Regions from separate parts of the Mus musculus genome. Here regions 2, 3, 4, 5, 6 and 7 are each linked to region 1. The links are chromatin contacts, called in public HiCAR-type, HiChIP or PLAC-seq and promoter capture Hi-C maps. All regions are on one chromosome and are shown on one strand. Each heading gives the region's core, a stretch centred on a gene start, on an enhancer-like site or on the middle of the called end of the contact. The rest is flanking DNA. Distances are from core to core; before and after follow the strand shown.

Region 1 (3,341 bases), core at 434-2,933:
TATGTGTCTATGGGTCTGTGCGTATACATGCAAACACTGAGTGGGTTAATGAATTCTATACTTCGGCTTCTTGTTTAGTAAAATGGAGAAAAAAACAGGACCTACCTAATAGGGTCAAAGTTTAGAAATATGTCTGGCATCATGTTGCTACTTTTTAAACTGCAATTATTATTGAACTATGAAAACTACTTACTTGCTCTAGGAATTACATTTCTGCATCACTAAACCATATGTATGTGTGTTTAGTGAGTTTTAATTTTGTCAATATCTTATTGGAAAATTGCTTTCATTCAAATACTCTTTCTCTAGAAAGAAAATAAATGTTGTTTGTAATTACAAGTAGACTCAGCTAGTTAAAGAAAGAATTCTCTAAGGACTAAGTAGAGCCAGCACCTGTAGGAGTCTATGTACAACACACACGTCTTCATTCATTGTCATGAAAGCAATACAATGCAGAACACGTTTGCTCTTCACACTCCATCTTCTGACACAGTGATCCGCACTGCCTTAAGTGAGACTCTACCAGGCCTAAAGCAGGAGAGTTAACCAGTCTGAGATTCACAGCATTTTAGACTTCAGTAAATAGGAAAAGACTCATTCTGAGTAGTTAAGGGAGAACTAGACCAATCGATGCAATTAAGTCTAAAAGGACAATGTGAGCAAACAGAAGTCATCAACAATAAAAGGGACAGGTCCTAAGGGAATATGTAACCACAGATGCAAAGCCACGCGCTGGGAATGCAGAGGTAGAAAGTGAGGGAAGCCAGGTGTCCTGGCCCACGCCTTTAATCCCAGCACTCAGGAGGCAGAGGCAGGCGGATTTCTGAGTTCGAGGCCAGCCTGGCCTACAAAGTGAGAGTTCCAGGACAGCCAGGGCTACACAGAGAAACCCTGTGTCGAAAAACAAAACAAAACAAAAAACAAAAAAGAAAGTGAGGAAGAGACAAGAGTTCTCTTAGTTTCCAGTATATGTCACACAGATGTCACAACATCTCGGTTTCAGTTTCCTTTGCTTACAAAATCTGATTATAGTCACAGTTGCAAACAGCTTTAAATATCTTGAATTTGGAAGTAGAATTAATGGTCACAAGAGTTTACTAATTCACATTTCTTCCCTTGCTTTCCTGTCAGGGTACCTCACTAGACGCCTCAGGTTATTTCTTTTCTATTTCTATTCTACTTTTCTTAGGCGGCTTTCAGGTGCCATCCTAAGGATTCCCTGCCAGAGACTGACTCCGGGGAATGAGTTCCTGGAGGAGGGTAGGGTGGTGGCGCCTGGGTGACTGATCTCATTGTGTCAGCCGTATCCTCCCAGGAAACCCTTTCTTAGGTTTGATAGCTGTGCATTTTCTGAAACATTCTCCAAATAAAATGTCTGGAGTGCTGGCTGTCAGGAGTGCTTTATTTTGGTCAGAGTCCATCCACCCCCAAACCGCCTCACCTAGTGCATCCCGCCGCTGGTTGGCGCCACAGGGGGCACAGGAGAGCGCCGAGATGTCAAAGTACTGGTTGAAGTCGCAGGTCTCAGGCCGCCGGAAAGGGAAGGAGAAGATTTGTGCCCATGAGACTTCGCAGAGAACTAAGAGAAGGTAGGCGGTGCCAGTCCGGGATGAAGAACGAGATCTGACCGCCATGGCCGCCACAGGCCTTGTACGCGTCACCATGGTACCCATATCCTGGGTCCGCAGTCTCCAGCTCCCCAGCAGCCTCCTCGGTGAGTCCGCTGAGCTGATTGGACAACAGGGTTCAGAAAAAAAAAAAAAAAAAAAAAAAAAAACTCAACCTTGCGACGCCTGGTTGCTAGGTTACCACGCACGCGGGAAACAATGGATCAGACATATGCTAAATAAATTAGGGGCGGTTATTTAAAATGTATTTAAAACTCTGGGACGCAGTCAATTTACCGTGTCAGGAAATACTACTACAGCAATGGAAAATATATGGTTTTAGCACTTAAAAGTGTTTCATGAAAGTGGCAATCACACCTACATGACAGTTTACCCAGGGGATTAATTTTGACAACAAAGGAGGTGCCCTATGTTTTTACTTTTTTTGTTTGTTTTGTTCTGATTTTCGAGACAGGGTTTCTCTGTATAGTCCTGGCTGTCCTGGAACTCACTTTGTAGGCCAGGCTAGCCACGAACTCAGAAATCCCGCCTGCCTCTGCCTCTACAGTGCTGGGATTAAAGGCGTGCACCACCATGCCCGGCTTTGTTTTTACATTATTTAAAAAACACTAAGGGTAGGGATTGTTTCAAGTCCTGAGTTTGAGTTTTAGCAAAGCAATACAAACAGAAACCCTCATTGATTTTATATATAATACCTTTATGACAAAAGTCTAGGAGAAACCTTGCCTACTGAATCTTGATTTCATACTTTCTCTGTATTGTGCATAAAGCACCCTACATATACACCTCATCTCACTTGGTTTGAGAACCAAATTTGGATATACATGAATATTGCCTATTAAAGTGCACAGCCTTGCAGACTGTTAGCGCAACAATGCCTAATAAAAGCCTCATTCTCCCTTTCTCCCCTGTCCCTGGTTCTCCTCCCTCTCCCAGAGGATAACTCTATTTCCCATCCCAATAAACCCCCGACTGGAGAACTGCCACATAGTGTGATTGTTGGGAATTGTCACATACACCTAACAGCACAGTAATAAAAGGTTGAAGGGATGCTTTCTGTAATACATACTTTAGGTAAGGCAGCCCGAAGGCCTGTTGTAAATACAGCTTGCTTTTATCTGCCTATGCAACTGCCCTGTTTTTCTCAGGTTTAACAGAAATCACAGGAGAGGATGGAAAACTCTGCAGCTTTCCACTTCCAAAGCGGTTCATTATGATGAAAAGAAAAAAAAGAAACCTTTTTGATTTGTATATTTTACAATTGCCTCACATCCCCGCCCCCCAGTGGAAGTTTTCAGGGGTGGGTCAGGGGCTCACAGATTGCCTAGAAATAGAGCATGCACAAAACCATACTACACTGCAGAGAACAGCCTTCCTCACTCACACCCGCCAATCACTGTAACCGAAGCAGTACGTCTGCGCACGCGCGTTCAGAGCGCCAAGGGGTGGCTGGTTGGGCCTGGATTGCGCATGAGCAGAGAGACGGTGCATCGGTTTGTCCGGACCGGAGGGGAGTGTGGTCTCCATTTTCTTCCGGCCGTGTTGGGCCTGGTAGGCCGTGCGGAGACTGCGGCGTCGAGGAGCGTCCCTTCTCCGTTTGTGTGGTGTGTGGTGACTGCCCGGTGCGAAGCACTTCTCAGGATGCCGGGCATGGGGCAAGGGAGGGGGTGAGAGCCGGAAGCACGGGCGTGCTGGGCGGGGGGCGAGCGCGGC
Region 2 (3,341 bases), core at 268-2,767, 900 kb before region 1:
TACTTCCACTCAGATAACACACCTCTGCTTTCTTGCCATAACGGGTTAGATCTCAAGCTGTACAAGACGACAGCTCCAGCAAAGGGAGGTAACTCCCCCCCCCCCCCCCAGTCTTGATAAGCAATTATGGGTTGGGTGAACGCTCCTTAGGCCTAGACAAGGCACTGGGTCTCCTCTGATCCTGTCTACGTGTAAAGCTGGGAAAGTAAGCTTTAGCCGGTGTGAAGGACCATGCGAAGACCCGGGAAGTGTGACGAGGGCCTTCCTGGGCTCTTAACCACAGCGTGGCACAAAAGGCCCACCGCGGCCGGAGGCCTCCAGGTGCATCTCGGGAAGGGCCGGGCCGCGCGGCCGCTGTCCTTGGCGCCCTCGCACCGGCTCACTCCGGACCAGGATGGCTAAGCGCGGGACCGCCGGCCTGCGGGAGCCCTTCCTGCGCTTCCGCGGCCTGGGGGTGGTCTTTGTTCCCCAAGCGGCGTCGCGCCACGGGACTGTGTGTGCCGTGTCACCCGCAAGCCCGGCCTGAGGGTGCGCAGGGCGCCGAGAGGTAGTCGGAGCCCGGGGCTTAGGAGCGGCGCGGGGCGGCCCGCCACGTCCCGGCAGCGCTCGCAGGCGGGAGGCGCTCCCGCGCAGGCAGTTCGCGCGGGCTCCGCAGGGCGCGCTGGCTGCCGGGCAGGGCCGGGGCGGGGCGCGGCGCGGCGCGGCGCGGCCCGGGCGCGCACGTGGTGCGGACCGTCCTGCTCTCCGGCCAGGTCCCCAGAGCCTCGGCGCTCGTGCGTGCGGACGGGGAGGGCGCCCGCTGGAGTCCCGAGAGGTGGTCAGCGCCCGGAACAGGCGTCTGAGGAGAAAGGCAGCGCGCGGCGCCAATATTTCCCGCGCGGGCTCTGGGAGGGAGCCGTAGGCAAGAGCGGAGTGGCCGCTCGGCGGCGCGCGGGGACAAGGCTCCCACGTACCTCGTCCGGCCGCGCTGAGGCACCTTCCTGTGCGCCGCCGCCCGCTCGTCGCCCGGCGGATGGCTCCGGCTCCGCACGTGGCGGGCGGCGCGCTCCGGCGTGTTTACATTCTGCGGCCGCTCCACGTTGTGCTGCCGTCCTCTCCTGCCATTGGCCGGCTCCTCCCGGAGGGGTGGGCCCTAGGCTCCCGCTCCCCGTGCCTCTGAGGAGACTTGGGGTTCCCCACCCCAGCCCTCCCAAGGCCTCTGCCAAAACGCGGAGCCGAACCGTAGCCTGACACTCCGAGATCTAAGAGCCACCGTGAGGGGGCCCGGCGCGAACTGGAAGGCGTGCGGGAGCCTGTGGTGGGCAACCAGCATGGGGGAGGAGCCTCTGAGCCGTGCAGCCGCGGCGCGCGCAGGTGAAGCGCCGAGAGGGGCGGAGGAGCACGGTCCAGGAGGGCAGCCGTACGGCCACTCGGCGCCCGCCCGCCCGCCAGCCCGTCCGCGCGCACTGAGGGCAGGGCGCGGCGCGCGCGGGCGAGCTGGGCGGGCGCGGGTGGGGGAGGGGAAGGCGCCGGCCGAGGTGTCAGTCTGCGGCGCATGCGTGCGGGGCGGTCCGGGCCCGGCCTATATATTGAGTTGGCGCCGGCGCCAGCTGAGCCGAGCTGTGGAGGGTCTGGCGGTGAGGAGGTATTGGGGACAGGGGCATGCGGGAGCTAAGGGAACCACGTCTGGCGGGAGCCATGGGAGAGGAAAAATGGGGGGCGGGGGTGGGACAAGAAGTAGGAGACTGGAATTCAGGGGTTCCCGAGGTTGGTCCCTGTCAGGATTCTTGTCAGGAGGCCAAGCAGAGGCAGGGGATGGAGTGTGTCCCCAAATGAGAGGCCACGGCAAAGCTTCTCTGGGAGCTTCTCTGTCCATCCTCACTTGGGGAAGGTCTCCCGCGCGAGAGGATTAAGGTGGGATCACTTCACGGAGAGATTCTTAAGCACGGTTTTCTCCTTTAATTCCCCCCCCCCTTTCCTTCTGCTCTTCTGGAATTGGGGTCCCGTCACCCCTGCAAGCGACACTGCCCGCCGGGTGGGGCTGGGAAGGAGGGAAAGGAGCCTGGAGGACGTGACACCAGAAGGTTCCCTCCACCCCCTGCTTCCCCGCCACAGCCGCTCTCCAAATTGGCGCGGAACCGGCTTCTCCACAGCCCGCTCTTGGAGGCTCGTCCAGGCGCCTGGCGGCCGAGGCCAGGACGTGCCTTTCCCACCCTGGTTGTCCTGGGGAGTGCATGAATGGCCCAGATGATCATCTAAGGGTGCTAGGGGACTTTGCAAATTCCTGAACGCACTCGCGTTCCCAGTGTACAGTTAAGGAAATGAAAGCATGAATGTAAAATTACTGAGATAGCGAGTGTATTTCAGAAAATAGTGCAGTGTTTTATTTTTAAAGGTTTAGGCCACCTTCTAGTAACGTTAGTTGGTAACTTCTGAATCAGTTTTAATTTGGAACTTGAAGATTATGGATGACTATGTTCTTGATTTTGTTTTTCTTCTCCCCTATTTAGAGGTTTCATAGTCCTTGAAGAGAATGTCAAGACGCAGGTAACAGTGTTAGTCTTGGAGACATGTTTCAAAATTAGCTGCTGCTTTTGAAATATATGACGTACTAATTAAGCTTCCTTTCTACAATTCATCACAGTAGCCGTTTACAAGCTAAGCAACATGCCCAGCCCAACCAGCCAGACTCTCCGCAAGAAACCCAGATAATTCAGGCCAAGAAGAGAAAAACAGCACAGGTGATTTAAGGAAAAAGAGGGAGAAAGGGAAAAATATTCCTTGCTGAAACCTTAGTTTACATGTTCTTTTCTATTCTTCAGGATGTCAAAAAAAGAAAAGAGGAGATCACCAAGAAGCATCAGTATGAGATTAGGGTAATGCAGAACTGGACAGGGTGGGCTGGGGAAGAATAAGAGTGGAATCATGTGTTATTGCCTTATAGTGGGAAGATTCTGATACTTTAGAGGTGAACTTGAAGGAGGTTCATATAAGCCTGAGTCCTACAGCTGCAGTGTAGATGGCTTAGAAGCAGCTGGTTCCCTTTGGTAAATCCCTCCCTTTTGGAGCTGGCTGGTATACTAGGTCTGCCTATATACTGCTCTTTGTTCATTTTCAGACTACAGTGGAGGGCCCTAATAGCTAATGAGTGGCATAAAAAGGATGTGAGATCACTGTCAGTTTGGCAACCCGGCTTTGGGATCCCTTCCTATGTGTTTACTTGGAGATGGTAATTCTTTCAAAAAGATTCTCTAAGTGATTCCACTTGACTAAATTTTTTGATGTTTTCACATTCAAGTATTAGAAAACACGTTAAAAAGAGCTATTTTTTAAAAAAGTATCCTTGCTAGAATTTCTAGATT
Region 3 (3,341 bases), core at 432-2,931, 830 kb before region 1:
CTCAGCCTCAGGCTATTGGGACTACACACATGTCTAGGTTTACTTTCTTAATACCTTCTTTACATGCTTGAATGTTTTGCCATGAACATGCAGAAAAGTAATTTATTTTAAGCCACTATCAGAAAAACATTAGAATCCAGACAGAAACAAAGACATTCAAACACTGCTTCAAATGTAATGCCATTTACAGCTTTATACCTTTTCTCCAGTATGTCTAAATCCCACTTCAAATGTGCAGCAACTTTAAGAGCAAGAAGCTTTAGGACGCGATTTCTCTTGTTATCAGGTGGAGGCTGGACTTGGTTTTGCTCATTAACTGAAGGTTTGGAAGCCTGCTCCAAAAACTGAACTATAAGCTGAACTGGTGCAGGATCTAGGATTTAAAAGAAATTAAATTCTTAAAGTTTTCGTTATAAAAACGCAAAAGGATTCGCGTATACTAAAGACTATGGTACTTGGGGGGCACGAAACATCTGGAGGTGTGGTCAGAGACAGCTGCAGATCGGCGTTTGCCAGCTTAATTAATAAGCAAGAGGGTCTGGGGACGATTCAAAACTGATTCATAACAAAGCATTTCACAGAGAAGAACTAAGCATTACAGGTTCCCAGTTCAAGATAAGACCAATGCCAATTGGAGGAAAGAAGTAGTGTTTTGACAGGGGTCTTTTATTGAACTGTCTCTAGCTTTGTTTCCCACCAGTAAAGTAGCGGCTAATGCCACTTTCTTCACTATAATGAAGGCTTCGCTAAGGACCGCAACCTATTTAAAGAGCTAAGCACGGAGGCTTGGCACCCTAGCCCCTAACAATGTGTCAATAGGAAAGCTCTAAAAGCACTGAGATACACTTGGTAAAACTGCCCCACCAATGATGCCAACTTTTCACAAAGTAGTCTCCTACAAGGCCAAATTCGGATGAGAACTGAGCAAACTAAAGGTAAAGACCTTACATTGTACCTTTACCAAAATGCCCGAAAGAGGAAAAGGGCCATGTTCCTTGCCCAACACGGGTATCCCTATACAACAGCCGAAGCAGCTGTTTTCGGGGGATTTATATTAATTCGGGGTTCAACAGTGAAATACACAATCCCCTGGCTGAATGAACCGAAGGCTACGGCCGGCTCTAGGCTCCGCAGAGCCGCTCTCCCCTCACGAAGTCACCCCCAGGGCCGTGCGACATCGGCGACCCGACCCCCGCACGGCGAGTGCGGGCGCCCTTCGCTGTGAGGACCGCGGCAGACCGAAAGCCTTTGTCTGAAACTTTCCGCAGACGCTCCGCGGCGACGTTCCCGGCTGAGGCACCGTCGAGCTGGGCCCAGCGGCGCCGGCCAGGCCTCAGGCAGCGGGGGACAGAAGGCAGCGGGCCGCAGACCACGCCCGCCCGCCCGCTCGCTCGCTCGCTCACCCGGACAGGCTTTGCGCAGATGCTTCTCCAACAGCGACTCCTCCAGCAGGAACTCGAACCAGCAAGTCTGCGGCGGGGTGCAGGGCCGGCTGGAGGTGGCCGCCTCCCGGTCCGCCGCCTCCGCGCTCATCCTGCCCCCGCCGCCGCTGCTCCCGCCGCCTCCGGGCTCCAACCTGACCCTCGCCCAGTCCCTTTATCCAGCGAAACCGCCCGGAACCTCTAGTCAGCTCGCACAGCCCAAGATGGCGTAGTAGTCGGCCAGAGTCCGGCCCCGGATCCGCAGCTAGCCACGCTCTCGACCAATCCCAGTTAGACTTCGGAGGAAAGGGGCGGGAACAGCAGACTGCTCCGCCCCTTAGCTGCCATGGAGTCTCCTGGCCCTTCAGAAGCTAGATTCTGGCGGGGCTCTCCAGATTCTCTGGACATTCCCAGAGAAAATGAAGCGAGTTCGATGTCTTCGTAAGAAAACCAAAGAGACCAAATCTAGTTGCTTTGTCTTGGGTGCTTTACCTTTTTGAGACTCCTTCCAGCCTAACTCCTCTCCCCGTTTCCCAAGGCTTATTACATAATTAAGATCCAACTTTCCTGGGGTTGGGGATTTAGCTCAGTGGTAAAGTGCTTGCCTAGCAAGCCCAAGGCCCTGGGTTCGGTCCTCAGCTCCGGAAAAAAGAAAAAAAAAAAAAAAAAACAAACTTTTCTGCGACTTCCCAAGACTAACTCTCGGAATAAGAAGCTAGTTAATTTTCCTCAGATCTCCAGTCTAGGCACAGTAAACCCTATTTTACGCGTTCCACCATTCTGAAAGGTCCTTAAGTATCATTATCAATAAAACTAAAAAGCATGGTGTAGTGGGGCATTCCTGTAAAACCCAGCACTTGGAGAGCAAAAGCCAAAGCCAGATTGGTCCTTCTAGAGAGTTCCTGTGATCAGCTGACTGGCCAGCTGATCCGGACAAAATACATCCAGAAGAAAGTTTGAAGAAAACTCCCAGACATCCTATACACACCTCATAGAAAATTTCAGATATGTGTTACTAAAGATGATTGTTTTCATAAAGGGACCCTGAGAAACAAAGAAAAAAATTCAGATTTAGTCAGTTTCTTTTAGATGCTTCTCCTGTTTTGTTTTGCTTTGTTTGAAACAGGGTTTCACTCTGTAGCCCAGAATGACCTGGAACTATGTAGCCCAGGCTAAACTTGAACTTGCATCCATTTTATTGAATCAACCACCCAAGTGCTGGATTATAGATTAAGCTCTTTGTGGGCTTTTTTGGGTGGTTATCTGTTGTTTTGTTTTCAGATTTCTTTTTTTTTTTTAAAGATTTATTTATTTATTATATGTAAGTACACCGTAGCTGTCTTCAGACACTTCAGAAGAGGGAGTCAGATCTTGTTACAGATGGTTGTAAGCCACCATGTGGTTGCTGGGATTTGAACTCTGGACCTTCAGAAGAGCAGTCGGGTGCTCTTACCCACTGAGCCATCTCACCAGCCCCTTTAGATTTCTTTTTAAAAGAATAAAATAAAACCATGTATAGAATATGTAAAACTATTCTATAAATATTCTGATGGATCTTATATCCTTTAGGACTAGCTGGGATAAACTGGGCAGTGGTGGCGCATGCCTTTAATCCCAGCACTTGGGAGGCAGAGGCAGGCAGATTTCTGAGTTTGAAGCCAGCCTGGTCTACAGAGTGAGGTCCAGGAAAGCCAGGACTATACAGAGAAACCCTATCTCGAAAACAAAACAAAACAGGAATAGCTGGGATAGCAAGCCTTTGATTGATCGAATCGAGGCTTTTATAAACCAGCAATAAATTTAAAGCTATTATAAAGTCATGTTAATGCTTTCAACTTCTTTGTATCACTTTGTAAAAAAGTATCTAGCTGAATGGAGAACTCAGCAATCTGAAGAAATGAAGTCAGTCAGTGTTCACTG
Region 4 (3,341 bases), core at 408-2,907, 820 kb after region 1:
TACACAATCATAACTCTTTCAGAATAAAACATTTTTAAAAGATTAAAGAAACTTAAATGGGAGCATAGGTCACACACAATCAAGAAATCTTTGGGGTGGAGTTATTCATAGTTCAAGCTTTAAGAAGAATTTGGAAATTCAGCAAGATTAGAAAATAAAATCATTTGCCACAAAATATATTCCTTCTATTCCAAAAATTTTGTCACAACATGGTGTCCATTTTATTTGAACAAGGAAGCATATATGTTGGGACTTCACTATTTCCTCTCTCCTCCAAGCAACACACATATACAATCCTCATTAAGAACATTTATTTAATGTCATTGAATTCTATCTTTGTTTCATTTTAAAGATCCTGAATACCAGAAAATGATCTAGCAGTACAGAAAATAAAATCACATTTTGGGTTTCATTTCTCAATAAGATATCATGGGAGACTTCAGAGATATCTATTTATATGTGCCTACATTCTTTTTGTATGATGTTTTGCCTTTTACAAACTTTTGTAACACTTGAAGGGATATTATTATTATTATTTTAATATTTTATTTTTTAATTTCTGTCATGTAGTACATCTCAACCACAGCTTCCCCTTCCTTCCTTAGATCTCTTCCTCCATTTCTTCTTCAGAAAAGAGCAGGCCTCCGAGAGACAACAGCCAAACTGGAAAAAACAGTATACAGTAACACAAGGTGAAATCTCTTAATTTGAAGTTGGACAAAAAAACCCAATAGGAGGAAAATAGTTTTAAAAGCAGGCAAAAGAATGAGAGACATGCTGGCTCCCACTGTGTGGAGTCTCAGGAGAACACAGCAAGTCATAACAAATGCAGGGGACCTGGCATGGACCCATGCCGCAGGCCCTATGCGCTCCACACAGACTAACTGTGAACCTATGTGAGGCCCGCTTAACTGATTTGGTGGGCCATGTTCTCCCGCAGTCCTCCATCCCCTCTGACTCCTACTGTCTGGGTTTTAAATTTAGTTTATGTCAGTATAAAGAGAATCACTCTTTGTTCAGTGGCTTGTTCATTTATTAAATAAACTCACCTGCTTCTAGTCTGGAAGCAGACTATGGATAATAATACTACTTCCCAGGAGGTTTTGTCGGGATTGTAAAAGCATAATTTAGAGAGCAGTCGGTGATCAAAACCATTCCAAATGTTAAATAACTCAATATTGTCTGCTCCTGTTTTACAGATGCGAAAACTAAGTTCCCGAAACAGGCCTGCAATCACAGTCGTTTGTCACCTTTCAGCAATTGCTTTCCCTAAATTGACTCTCTTGTTAAAAGTTAAAAATTAAAATAAAAGTATCTTATCCTACCCTAAGTCCTGCTCCTTGAATCTCTTTGAATGTGTTTCACTGTTGGAATGTTTTCCTAAGGATATGACTAGATTTAGGTGTTTGTGTGTAAAAGGTGGAAGTGGTCACTCATTAAAATAACTTTTGGTTTTCGTTTTATGTTTGTGAAAAGAAGTCAGGCTCCTTTCTGTTAATGTCTGCATCCTAGGAAGTACTGAAGCTCTAAGGTGTAGAAATGATGGACCTAAGAGCACACACAGTCCTGGAGGCTCGCAGGGAAGGCCTAGCCAATCAGAGTGTAGACTGAAGGCTGGCCCCGCCCCTCCTCGTCTGGCCCTCCTGGAGTAGGGGTGTGCGGCTCTTCGTCCCGCCCCTGCCTCTGAGTGACAGCAGCGTGGACAGCTGCCCACCCGGCCGGACCCGCAGTTGGGCCGCCCTCGCTGGGCAATGCTGAGGTGTGTTTCCGGCGAGGGCTTGGGGGTTCGGGGTCACAGTTCTCTTGATGCGGGCCCAGGGCTGGAAACGCGCTTTCCCAGCGTCTCCCAGCCCCGTGGAGACTGTAGATCTGGCCTGGGGAACAGCCCCAGGCGCTGGGCCTGAGCATCCGGAGGCTCCTCCAGGGGATCTGGGCTCCGAGCCCAGCAGGGAGACCTCCTTTTCGACTGTTTTGGCTTCTCCGGCCCAGAGAGAATGGCCAGACTGGGGTGGGCGTGGCCGCCTGGGTTGCCGAGCAACGCGGGTGCGCCCTGCCAGCGTGTCCTAGTGCTCCAGGACCTTGCAGAAACTCTCAGTCCCACCCACTTCCCCAGGTTTACCCTAGGCTGGGGATTAATTAGCTTGCTGTGCTGTCCACTAATTTGAGAGGCCTCCTTGTAGTTACAGGTGACTCTAGTTTCTACTAATCCTGCTTAGGCCGCCGCCGCCTCCTGTGTTTTAACTCCGATTTACTCTTTCCTGTTTCCCTTTTATGGGAACAGTCTTGTAAGCCAAAATATTTGTAGAGTTGCTTTATTGGTTAGTGGTAGTGGTGAAGTGGGGTTACTTTTTCTGATGTTTAGTGAATCCCCGAACCCAAACGATGTTGTATGTGGATATGCTCTGTGATATGCTGTCTTTCACTTAACCTAATGTAATGAACTTCCTCTGGAAGTTGCAACTCATTACAGCAAGGACTTTCATATGTGATTTTCCTTGCAGTCTATTGTGAAGTATGTTAAACTTCTAAGCACTTACTATTGAGTCCATATTTAATGATCAACTACAAGATAACACAGATAAATACTGCAAACATCTTCTTCCCTCATATCTTTTGGCCCCACATGATTCAGAAGAACAAACATTCTATAGGAAAACACAGACAAGAAGGGAGCTGGCTTTAATTTTCCATGCCAGGGTTCCAGTGTAAATCCTCAGGAAGAGAGTTTCTCTTGGCCTGCTGTTAACAGTGGCCCTCAGTAAGGAAGCCCCTTCGTTTCCCTTAGTTGAGAACCTTCAATCATCTCATCTATAAAGTTCTCAATCTAGTATCTATCCTAGCAGGATTGATTTAAAAGTATAATTACAATAGTGATCTGCAGTAATCCAAGATGTTATTGGTTATAATGTCCGTTTGTTCTTATCTTAGGGTATTTTTAAATGTTCTTGACTTTCCTCATTTCTTTGGCTAGTAGAGTGGTGAGGATTATGTCCATCCATCTTTCCTCGATTAATTCATTGTTACTGCTTAGGTAGCACACAAAGGGCCTTGCATAGTTTATCTGCCCTTAGTATTAGTCCCCCACCACCCAAGAATACACAGAGAAGGGGTTGTGGTTTTGTAGGGGCTCTTGGAGATATTAGGAAATGTTCGTGTTAAATCTAATAATGTCCAGTTTTTGATGTCACCATTTTGAGATGCCAGAGAAAGCTTTGAGTAATCCTGTAGATTGGGCAGCATTTAAATAGGAAGTGGAAGCTTTATCGAGACCACCATTTTCCTTTAATTTAGGACACAATAATTACTTTCCCCCATGTCTCACTAAGGAAAACTTGGAGCAG
Region 5 (3,341 bases), core at 489-2,988, 770 kb before region 1:
TACACGATATGTAAACAGAAGGGATTCGGGGAAATTCCTGACACGGGACGTGTTTGCTGTAAATATTATCATCACAAACATCATTACAATAAATATTTATACTTTGTTGACTATTATATCCCAGCACCCAAAAGAATAGAGACTTAGCCAAGGAATTAAATATTTGTTGAAAGGACCCATTATTTTAATAAAACTGCCACCCAGTAATTGTCCTGAATAAAACACATGTTTTTAGATTACCTGTAATTCTATAACCAAAAATCATTTAACAGTTTATAGTCAACTACTTTTACAAAATGATATAGCCTTTTAAAAAGGTCCACATCATAGTTATTAAGTATAATAATTCCATCTTAAATGCAATTTCTGCATATTTACAATATCAAGTTTTAGTGGCACTGTGCGATTTTTCTCCTGTGTTAAGTATTAATGTGCTCACAAAGACAAACTGGTTTATCAACCTACCCACACAGATTTGTAACTAATCACAAAAATAAAGTTTAAAAAAAATCTTTGTCAAATGATAACACATTGCAAACACAGATATAGCTATAGCTAAAGAAAAAAGAGGAATTACATTCTTCCTTACCAGCAACCTGTTTTGAGGCTGGTTTTAGGTAGTATCTTAAATGTGCATGAAATTTAACACGAAGAGCTGCAGGAAGAGGAGGAATGGCTGAATCATGACCTCAGGGACAGGACATCTAGTCCCAGTCAGCATGTACTTCTAATAGTCTTTTGAAAAATGGCTTTCCATTGAATTCTTCAAACTCCCTTCTTGTCTCCTTGGTTCAACGGCTTAAATCTAAACCAGATAACTAACGGTCGCATTCACAACTCCACTCAGTAAGATAAAAACTGCTTTCCAGCAGAATGAAACATGTAACTGTTCATCCGAGCGAATGAAGTCCAAGAGCTCAATCGTGCATACACATCCCATGAAGTTACTATGCCACCAATACTTTTTTACACTATGTATCGTACACTGCTAAGTTTTTTGCCGCTTCCTATCTTTTGCTCACTGTCCAAATCCTCTATGGATAAATATTGCTGGCTAAACAATAAATTCCCTTGGCACTGACCCTGAGGAGCGTGCAGAGCTCTCTCCAGTCCATTAGTTTTAACCCTAAAACTGACCTCCTCCTCCCCTAAAACCACTTACATGCCCCTGCCCTTTGGCATTTGTTATCCATTAGAGCACAAGTGAACTCCGTCAGGTTCTGCGCGTCCATCCCAGATCCCAGCCTCAGTTTCCCGCGAGGGGTGCGATCCCTCCCATTCTGCACCCAAAGCTTCCAGCCTGGACCAGAACCCACCCAAGCTCGTCCTGCTTTCCACTGCGGAGCAACTCCGGACCCGCAGCCCCGCCACCCAACAACAGCTTCCTTTCCGAGACTCCTGACTTTAAGTTCCACTTCTGCGTCCTATTTCGGGAGACGAAACTTTGGGCCATTTTCTCGGCTCGCGCCCGGTTCCACTGCAAACTCGGGGGCGCGCGCCCCCGCCCGCCCTGCTCCCCGCGGCCCGCAGCCAGCAGTCAGGCCCGGCCCCTCTCCCGAGCCCGCCGCGGCAGTTGGCGCGCTACACGCCGGAGCCTTCACCTTCTTCCTTTGCCATCGTCTCCGCGGAGACCCGAGTGGCCCTACGGCTCCCGAGCAGCCCGGAGTCTCCCAAACCTCCGAGTATCCAAACCCCGCGGCCGCCCCGGCCAGCTCCCGGCTGCCGCGCCCCCACTTCCTGACCCGCCCCCCTCTGGTGTCTCCGCCAACTGGGTCCCTCCAAGGCGCTCCGGGAACCAGAGTGCAGGGAGCGGGGCCCGGCCGGAGCGTTTCGCTAGAGCGCCTCAGCCATGCCCACGATGGCCACGGGATGGCAATGCTCCTGGGAGGAGCGAGTCCCCGCCGCCGCCCTCGCTCCTTGCTGAGCCTCACAGGAAAGCAGGAGCCAGAGCAAGCTTTTCGTGACGCTGGGATCCGTCTCAGAAAGTCATAGACTGTAGGCCAGATCCAGTCCCTATGTCCGGCCGATTTTTCAAACAGAAAACGGAGTTTCAACTGCAGAGCAACGAGTCCTGGACTTGTTACGATGATTTCAAAGCCAGGCAAGACGTTCTAGGCAGGTCCTTTGGATTAGTAGATGTTTGTTTGTTTGCTTGTTTGTTTTTGAGACTGGATCTCTCTATATGGCCAAGGCTGCTCTCAACTTGCCTCAGGTTCCCTACTGCTGCAATGGCAAGAGTGATACACAGTTTGGTTTAGTAGACACTTGGCGGCTACAAAAAAGTTTGTACCAGGTTATTCCCTATTGTAATCCCAGACCGTGACAAGTAGAGGAAGGAGGTTCATTATCAAGGCCAACCTCAGCTACATAAGCAAATTAAGTTATTATCATATAAAAAAGGAAACACAAGAGAGAGCAACGTGTCAATCACGAAAACTGCCTTGAACAAAATGTTTGCTCATGTCAATATTCTGGAAGAAAGCACAATAGTACTTTATAGTCTGCTATGAGGAATGTATAGAGATTATTTCATAACAATAGAATGCAGTTTAATTTTGTTGTGCAGTGCATGACTCATACTGAGAACACTGTGGCACGCCTTCAGTTGGCCCAAAAGCATGAGTGAACAGCCACTTCAAAAAAAGGATAGCTGTCTGTCTGTCTTTCTTTCTCTTTCTTTCTTTCTTTCTTTCTTTCTTTCTTTTTCTTTCTTCCTTCCTTCTTTCCTTCCTTCCTTCTTTCCTTCCTTCCTTCTTTCCTTCCTTTCTTATGTAGGCCTCCTATAGTAATTCACAGAAACTCCTAATTTTTTTTCCTATAATGCCTGGTTTCTGGATCTGTTCTGATTCTGTGGGATCCTGATCTAGTGATATTGGGGGTCCAATCCTACATTCAGGAGGGACGGGGGGGGGGGGGTTAGAGCACTTGTTTCTGGTTAATTGGGAGTTCAGCCAGAGCCACCAGTTCTTTTTCTGCCTTGCCTTGGACTCAGAGTATACCCTGGTGATACTGGAGGCTGAGAAAATTAGAGGCCCAGCGCTTGAGCTCCCATTGGCAGGGTTTCAACACTTAGGTTGCACAACACAGCCAAGGAACCACAAGGATGTTCCACAACACTAGGTTCATGTCTAGGGTTTGGAGAGGCCCAGCACAGGATGTCTAGCTGAGACAGGATATCTAGTTGAGACAGGATGTCTAGCTGAGACTAGAAGCTGTGACAGAACCCAGAAAGGCCCAGCCTAACTGAAATGGGAAAACTAGACATTTAGGAGACCTCTGGTGGGTTTGGAAGAATCAGCCTCTTTGGCTTAAAAGCCGTCTCACAGTAATGACAAATTAGG
Region 6 (3,341 bases), core at 300-2,799, 600 kb before region 1:
GAGGGAGAAGAATATGCACGTTTACTTGCTGTTCCCTCCCCACATAGTCTTGTTAAGCAGAAGATAGACATGAAAAACGTCGGTAAAAGGGGAATCCCACAGACAGCTTGAGTCCTGTTCCTTGTTTAGATAGCCTGCCAGTCTATTGTAAAATCCTGGCCTCAGCCTTCAGTGTGAAACCTCAATTTTATTTTTTTTTTATTTTTTTTATTTTTTTAAAGATTTATTTATTGATTATATGTAAGTACACCGTAGCTGTCTTCAGACACTCCAGAAGAGGGCGTCAGATCTCGTTATGGATGGTTGTGAGCCACCATGTGGTTGCTGGTATTTGAACTCTGGACCTTTGGAAGAACAGTCGGGTGCTCTTACCCACTGAGCCATCTCACCAGCCCCCGAAACCTCAATTTTAAAAAGAAGAAAATGTCCTAAGGGAAGGTCATGAGATCAAATACAAGACCTTGAACAAATCTAACAAATGAATAGACAGTGTCTAGTTGAAAGCAATTCTGGCAAACATACAGGAGAATGGAGACATTTTAAGCCTCCTCAGCAGAGCACGACAAAGAGACAGTTATATAAACCCTGAGAGGGAGATAGCCTAGGCACTGAGCTGATCCACCCCACTCTCTCCCTGATGGCCTGTTCCTACTTTTGCTGATCTGCTTTTGTTTTGCTACAACTTTGTGTCTTGATGGGTGGTTCCTGAGAGGACCAGAATAGAGAAAAATTCCTTCTTAACACTCCCTAGGACTATGTATAGTTTCAAGTGTCCAGCACTTGACAGAGAAACTATTCATAAAATTAAAACAAACACACTTTTTATTTTGAGGCAGGGTCTCACGGAGTAGTAGTCTAGGCTGGTCTGAAGCTCAAACTCTTCCTTTGTCCTTTAAATGCTGGAATTGGCAGACTGCTTGTCAGCCAGAAATAGACTTTGTGCTCTCTCTTATATTCGTGACGTTTCATTTATATACCTTTTTGAACCTTATAAGAATTAATCCTCATAATCAGCTCGTGGGATTATTCATCATATTTAACATTTTCATAAACGAGAAAATTTTCCTTTCGTTTGCTGAGACAAGTTGTCTCCCTCCCTCTTTCTCCCTTTCCCTCATTTTTTGAGACACGGTCTCATGTAGCTCAAGCTGGGATTCAACTCCTGGCTGGCCTTGTGTGTGCTCTTTTCTTCTCTTTGAAAACAGTGTCTTTTCAGATTCCCTCATTGCATGGTTTTGTTTGGAGAGCATGCCTCGTGGGAGGCATACGGTGCCGTGTGTCTAGATTTGGCACACTTTCCTATCTTCTAGAACTCATCGCCTCTCGCAGGCGTCGTGGCTCCGCTACTCCGGAGAACCACGGGATTTGGACCACTGCAAACACCGTAGTCCCCGCCCCTCTTTTTTTTTTTTTTTCCCTGCCCCTTTGGGCTCGCAGAAGGCGCCCTCCGCCGCGCTGGAGGAGGCGGGGCTTACGGCTTAAGTCAGCAAGCTGCGATGGGATTGGTGGAGGCTTGAGACGACAGCGTCCTGTTTACCGGAAGTACTGCAGTTTTCCCCCTAGCTGGAGCCTCGGCCTGGGAGGTTGGAGAGCTGCCCCGGAAGTCATCTCCCGGTCCCCCGCCCGCGGCAGACATGGCGGTGGACTCGTCTATGGAGCTGCTATTTTTAGATACTTTTAAACATCCGAGCGCTGAGGTAAGGCCTCGCGACCCGATTTCGACACGGCCCCTCAGTTCCGGTACCCCTGCTGCGGAGTCGGGGGCCGTCCGGGCGGTGTCCTCCCTCAGTCGCGCGCGCGCGGGGGTCCTCTGGTCCACACCCCCTCCCCCAGCCCGGTGCGAGCCCGGTGGCCCTGGGCGGCGGCCCTGCCTTTCTCGGCTTTGATTTGGGGCCCGCGGCTTCAGTCGAGTCAGTCGCGCTGCTGACAGTTTGTCCTGTCAGCGTTGAGTCCTGCGGAGGGTCCTTGGTCTCAGGTGTACTTCGGGTGGGATGCAGGCGTGAGCTTGGGCATCTGGTTTTTGACAGTAGTGTCGGGTTCTGGATGCCCTCAGGGTACGGACTATCCAGGATCCTAAGTCCTCTTCTATCTCTCTTCTAACGGCGGTCTCATTGCTCAATTTGTCATAGCACTTCAATAGTTTGGGAAGGAATTCACCTATTAGGACATGACAGATCTACGAGAATCTCCTTTGCGTGGAGGACACTTGCGAATCATGCAGTATTGAAGGACTAAAGACTGTCATTAGAAAGCAAGTCTGTTGTTTTCAGGGGACGAAGGTGGGGTGTTGCGTAGTTTTGTGTACAGAATTACTTTAGCGTCCCTGAAAGGCCTTGGAATTCTTAAGTTGAATGTACTGAATGTAGCGAATTAACGAAGATTCGCAAAAATGAACTATAACGAAGTCCACAGAGAAATTCGGCTGCGAGGAAGAGAGAGTAAATGAACAAGCCTCATATTTGTTTGTTTCACCGGAAACCTAATCATTTCGAGAGTCATTCTTTGGGGATTGTCTTGTTTCTATGAAGACTGTATTCTTTTTTTTTTTTTTTTTTAAGATTTATTTATTTTATGTATGTGGGTACGCTGTCGCTGTCTTAAGACACACCAGAAGAGGGCATCAGATTCCTTGTGAGCCATCATGAGGTTGCTGGGACTTGAACTCAGGACCCCTGGAAGAGCAGTCAGTGCTCTTAACCGCTGAGCCATCTCTCCAACCCTACTGTACTCTTAATATGACAACATGAAAGTAGGGTAGAGTGTCTCCTATTCTTTCTCGGTTGTATGTCCTGGGTTTAGACCGTACCTAGGAAAACATAAGCATCTGAATGAGAAGAGATTTAAAATGTTCTCTTATGAAGTAATGAAATGAGTACGGCTGCATTTTCTTGAATAAATGAATGAGTGACTGCTGGGCTATGTAATTCCAGCCAGACTTGAGAAAACGCAAAATGGCTGCCAAACGCAAAATTGTTACCAGAACAAACATCTTTATGGAAGTAGAGAACAATAAAATTTAAAGAAAGAACCAGGCATGGCATTAATGTTTTTTATCCCAGTACTTGGGAAGCCCAGGTAGGCAGATCTTTGTGAGTTTGAGGCCAGTGAACTCTCATAGCAAGTTCCAGGACAGTCAGGGTTACATAGTAAGAGTCTGTCTTAAAACAATTTTTTTTGGAAGAAGCATACATACCTAGTACTAGTCTACCAAGCAATTTGTCATTCTTTCAGGCTTTTCTATCCTTCGTTCTTAGACAAAAATTAAGGATCCTAGGAAAACAGAGCAGGTTAAAAAAATACTCTCCGGGAGTGGTTGAAGGTTTAGAAAAAAAAAATCCCAT
Region 7 (3,341 bases), core at 346-2,845, 560 kb before region 1:
TGATTGGGGTTTTTACTTAAATTTCATTATAGCATAATGCTTGCTTGTGTGCATGTACATGCTCATACATGTATGGTCAGGACTTTATATAGTTGCTTTTTTCTTTCCTTCTGTATGTGGATTCTGGGGTTGAACTCAGGTCATTAGGGTTGTTCTATATGAGTACCTTTATTTCCTGAGTCACCTTCCTGCCCCAGTTTTGCAGTTTTTAAAAGGTGAAGTATAAAGAACTACTCTGACTTGAAGTATATTATTGAAATCCTGAAATTATAAAATTTTGCAGTGACTATAAGCTTCTGGAAAAAAATCATTATATCAAAGGAATGAGGTGTATGTTTTATACAAAATTTGTGTGAATATATAGAAAATATGAAATTGTGTTTAAAATCAAGAACCTTGTTTACTGAACATATTGATTTTATTTCAGCACTTCAGAAGATAAAGAAAAACAGTATACTAGCCAAACCACCAGGTTGCTTGCTCTTCTCGATGCCCTGGCTTCACACAAAGCTTGTAAATTAGCTATTTTGCATCTAATTAATGGAACTATTAAAGGCGATGAAAGATATGCAGAGATCTTCCAGGATCTTTTAGCTTTGGTGCGCTCTCCTGGGGACAGTGTTACTCGCCAGCAGTGCGTGGAGTATGTCACATCCATTTTGCAGTCTCTCTGTGACCAGGTATTCATTGCTTTTATTGTCATCGTTTGTGTTGGTGTAACTCCTGTCTAGTAATTTTGAGAGTAAACAATGCAGCTTGCTCATGGTGTATTACTTTTGGGTTATTTAGGAAGTTTGGTAAGTAGAGGAAAAGCAAATTAAGTTGGTGCATGGTAGTTTTATTTGGCTTAGCTTTTGGGTCTCTGAGAAGATTTTCCTTTTGTAGTATTTTTGCCAACCTGGGTAATAGCTTTTATGCAAAAGTTTCAATACTTTTTATGGCTGATTAATATTTACTGTGTTACTTTTTTTCCTAAGTACATCATTTAGTTTTATAACTTTGACTTTGGTTGAGTTAATTTGTTGGTGTCTTGTAAGGATGACTTCTTTGTATGGTTAGTCTTTTGTATCCCTGACTAGCCTCAAACTTGCTAGGTAGCCATGGCTGACCTTTAATTCCCGATATTAATTCTCCCGAGTCCTAGGACTGCAGTGTGTGCCTCCAGGCCAACTTTGTGAGCACGGCTTGGAGCAGCAGGAGTCACTGCAGTGAATATTGCAGCGATGCTTGCAGCTGCTTTCCATGCTGTTGACTTGTTTATAGGGTCATGAGACAGGGGTTCTCCTTCCATTGTTTGGAATCTTTAAAGAACATTTCCATGTAGTAACACATTTTTAACTAGTCAGAAGGCTCATGCCAGCTAGTCATCAGATGTGATTTTTTTTTTCCCCCAGAGAGAATATTTTTACTAAGAGCCTGTGTTGGCTAATGAAAGTGCAGTTTGGTTACATTGAAGACTCGGGCACTTTTGCTTGTGGCTTGTTTTCAGAAGTGGTAGATGATAACTGTGGCCCTGGTTGAAAGCTTAAGGCCTCTGTGATTGGTGCTCATTAAGTAACTGAGTCCCAGGACTGTTGACCCCTTGCTGCCCTTTTCACTCCCTTCTGATGCAAATCTGTATCTACACGCCCCTGAAAGCCCAGGAGACTTCTGAACACTGCTGTATGTGTAGTTAGCTCCACTTGCTTAACACTAGAAAACTTGAGGGTTTCTTTTTAAGATTTATTTATTATATATGAGTACACTGTAGCTGTCTTCAGACACACCAGAAGAGGGCACCAGATCTTATTGCAGATGGTTGTGAGCCACCACGCGGTTGCTGGGATTTGAACTCAGGACCTCTGGAAGAGCAGTCAGTGCTCTTAACTGCTGAACCATCTCTGCAGCCTGAAAACTTAAGTTTTAAAAGTTAAAAATTAGAGGGAGACATTTAACTGGAGATTGTGCCTAAAGTTTGTTTGCTTTGTCCATGCCTTTTAATGAAGTTTTAAATTCTGATGTTGATAAATTTAAGATTTTAGCCAAAAAAATTTATTTCTAGAAGCCTCTATAATCTAAAAAGGAGTGTGAATCAGTTAATAGTAGACTGATTTAAAGTATTTTACAAAACAAAAGCAAAAACATTTTAAAATTGAAACTCTGTCCTGATCAGTTCATTATAAAGGTCATTCTTTTTCTTTTACTGTAAAGTATAAATATGTCAGCGAATTTCATAAACACATACAATGTGTTTTGATCAATTCCACCCACCAGTTCACCCCAGTCCTAACTCTTGTCTCCTTGCCATTATTATCTTGCAATCTTGTGTGTTCCTCCCCCACCCCCAACCTACTGAGTCCATTTAGTGCTCCCAGCATATACATGAGTGTAGGGCCATCTCACACATCAGGGGCTACCTCCCTGAAGGAAACTGACTGTCCCAGCAGATGACAGCATGTTTGCATATACTGTGCTTTGCTCAGCCCTCCTCTGCTCCTCTCCTGCCACACTCCTGCCTGGATTCATACCCTTTGCCTGCGTGAGTCTTTGTTCCATCTTCACATCTCATGTAGTATTAATATTATGTTCCCCAGGCCTCTTCCCTATGTGAGTGCCAGTGCTTGTAACTGCTGAGCCCCCAACAACATTTTAATGAGCTTGTTGCTAAGTATTAGTTGGCGTGTGTTCAGAATCAGTGGATGGTGATACTCATTTGGAAATGTTCTCCCTGCCCCCAGGACATTGCACTCATTTTGCCAAGCCCTTCTGAAGGTCCTGCCTCTGAGCTTGAACAGCTCTCTAACTCCCTACCAAGTAAAGAGCTGATGACTGCAATCTGCGACTGTCTGCTGGCAACTCTAGCCAACTCTGAAAGCAGTTACAACTGTCTGCTGACATGTGTCCGTACAATGATGTTTCTTGCAGAGCACGATTATGGATTGTTTCACCTGAAAAGGTAGGCTTTGGAGATTTAATATACTATGCCCCACCCACCCCTCATTTAGTTAATCCCTACTTAATATTGAAGGTTCGAAGTATGACCTCTTTCACAGGGAAAATTTTGTTTGTGGCTGAGTCTCATTGGCAGATAGTAATGGATTTTACAGTCTTTTCTGTCTGAGATCTACTTTCTGAGACTTATGAGTGGCACTGTTATAAGTCTGCATAAGGATTTCTGGGTGCACTTGAAAATTTATTTCGGGCCGGGCATGGTGGCACACGCCTTTAATCCCAGCACTTGGGAGGCAGAGGCAGGCATATTTCTGAGTTCGAGGCCAGCCTGGTCTACAAAGTGAGTTCCAGGACAGCCAGGGCTATACAGAGAAACCCTGTCTTGAAAAACCAAAAAAAAAAAAAAAAAA

The links. Promoter capture Hi-C pulls out the DNA fragments that hold promoters and counts their contacts. HiCAR-type assays count read pairs that join an accessible place to other places. HiChIP or PLAC-seq counts read pairs in DNA pulled down with a chosen protein or histone mark. Capture Hi-C pulls out chosen DNA fragments and counts their contacts.
Region 2: a contact with region 1 is called in a promoter capture Hi-C map of adipose tissue, with 2.3 times the contacts expected there. The contact joins the promoter of Ccne2 here to the promoter of Tmem67 in region 1. A contact is called at or near these places in 3 of 39 promoter capture datasets (embryonic stem cells, hippocampal neurons and pre-B cells), 1 of 484 Hi-C or Micro-C datasets (CD4 T cells), 2 of 115 datasets of contacts at active chromatin or transcription factors (astrocytes and embryonic forebrain) and 2 of 9 other capture datasets (adipose tissue and liver).
Region 3: a promoter capture Hi-C map of liver shows a contact between it and region 1, with 3 times the contacts expected there. The contact joins the promoter of Ints8 here to the promoter of Tmem67 in region 1. A contact is called at or near these places in 4 of 39 promoter capture datasets (hippocampal neurons, liver and pre-B cells), 1 of 484 Hi-C or Micro-C datasets (B cells), 4 of 115 datasets of contacts at active chromatin or transcription factors (astrocytes, bone marrow-derived macrophages, memory CD8 T cells and 1 more) and 2 of 9 other capture datasets (liver and pancreatic islet).
Region 4: a HiCAR-type map of astrocytes shows a contact between it and region 1, with 2.5 times the contacts expected there. The contact joins the promoter of Triqk here to the promoter of Tmem67 in region 1. A contact is called at or near these places in 2 of 115 datasets of contacts at active chromatin or transcription factors (astrocytes and stem cell-derived neural progenitor cells).
Region 5: a contact with region 1 is called in a promoter capture Hi-C map of liver, with 3 times the contacts expected there. The contact joins the promoter of Dpy19l4 here to the promoter of Tmem67 in region 1. A contact is called at or near these places in 5 of 39 promoter capture datasets (the 3T3-L1 cell line, embryonic stem cells, hippocampal neurons and 2 more), 3 of 115 datasets of contacts at active chromatin or transcription factors (the 230-238 cell line, astrocytes and large pre-B cells) and 1 of 9 other capture datasets (adipose tissue).
Region 6: a promoter capture Hi-C map of liver shows a contact between it and region 1. The contact joins the promoter of Virma here to the promoter of Tmem67 in region 1. A contact is called at or near these places in 9 of 39 promoter capture datasets (the 3T3-L1 cell line, the C10 cell line, cranial neural crest and 6 more), 6 of 484 Hi-C or Micro-C datasets (B cells, CD4 T cells, Th1 cells and 3 more), 4 of 115 datasets of contacts at active chromatin or transcription factors (astrocytes, bone marrow-derived macrophages, embryonic stem cells and 1 more) and 2 of 9 other capture datasets (adipose tissue and liver).
Region 7: an H3K27ac HiChIP or PLAC-seq map of embryonic stem cells shows a contact between it and region 1, with 4 times the contacts expected there. The contact joins the enhancer-like site here to the promoter of Tmem67 in region 1. A contact is called at or near these places in 4 of 39 promoter capture datasets (cranial neural crest, hippocampal neurons, maxillary cranial neural crest and 1 more), 2 of 115 datasets of contacts at active chromatin or transcription factors (embryonic stem cells and neural tube) and 1 of 9 other capture datasets (adipose tissue).

Annotation. Positions count from the first base shown.
Region 1 is chr4:12,086,274-12,089,614 of GRCm38.p6, forward strand. Tmem67 (transmembrane protein 67) reads right to left here and starts at 1,684. Exons shown (of 28, transcript NM_177861.5): 1 at 1,442-1,684. The coding sequence starts at 1,664. Rbm12b2 (RNA binding motif protein 12 B2) reads left to right here and starts at 3,097. Exons shown (of 4, transcript NM_198957.2): 1 at 3,097-3,250.
Region 2 is chr4:11,190,192-11,193,532 of GRCm38.p6, forward strand. It overlaps Ccne2 (cyclin E2), which reads left to right and starts at 1,518. Exons shown (of 12, transcript NM_001282943.1): 1 at 1,518-1,624; 2 at 2,490-2,526; 3 at 2,624-2,720; 4 at 2,802-2,855. The coding sequence starts at 2,513. It overlaps A630034I12Rik (a long non-coding RNA gene), which reads right to left and starts at 1,039. Exons shown (of 3, transcript XR_001784240.1): 1 at 954-1,039.
Region 3 is chr4:11,252,578-11,255,918 of GRCm38.p6, forward strand. Ints8 (integrator complex subunit 8) reads right to left here and starts at 1,682. Exons shown (of 27, transcript NM_001159595.1): 1 at 1,404-1,682; 2 at 199-373. The coding sequence starts at 1,533.
Region 4 is chr4:12,905,180-12,908,520 of GRCm38.p6, forward strand. Triqk (triple QxxK/R motif containing) reads left to right here and starts at 1,658. Exons shown (of 5, transcript NM_001171801.1): 1 at 1,658-1,759.
Region 5 is chr4:11,320,399-11,323,739 of GRCm38.p6, forward strand. Dpy19l4 (dpy-19-like 4 (C. elegans)) reads right to left here and starts at 1,739. Exons shown (of 19, transcript NM_001081201.2): 1 at 1,602-1,739. The coding sequence starts at 1,617.
Region 6 is chr4:11,484,409-11,487,749 of GRCm38.p6, forward strand. It overlaps Virma (vir like m6A methyltransferase associated), which reads left to right and starts at 1,550. Exons shown (of 24, transcript NM_001347055.1): 1 at 1,550-1,697. The coding sequence starts at 1,635.
Region 7 is chr4:11,528,111-11,531,451 of GRCm38.p6, forward strand. Virma (vir like m6A methyltransferase associated) reads left to right here. Exons shown (of 24, transcript NM_001347055.1): 15 at 428-680; 16 at 2,718-2,935. Among named protein-coding and RNA genes, the nearest start is that of Gm35693, 29 kb to the right of the region's middle. Within about 2 kb of position 1,596, at least 9 of the 459 cell types and tissues checked have an H3K27ac peak or open chromatin away from gene starts, as enhancers often do. A contact at or near this core is called in embryonic stem cells, where this site is marked.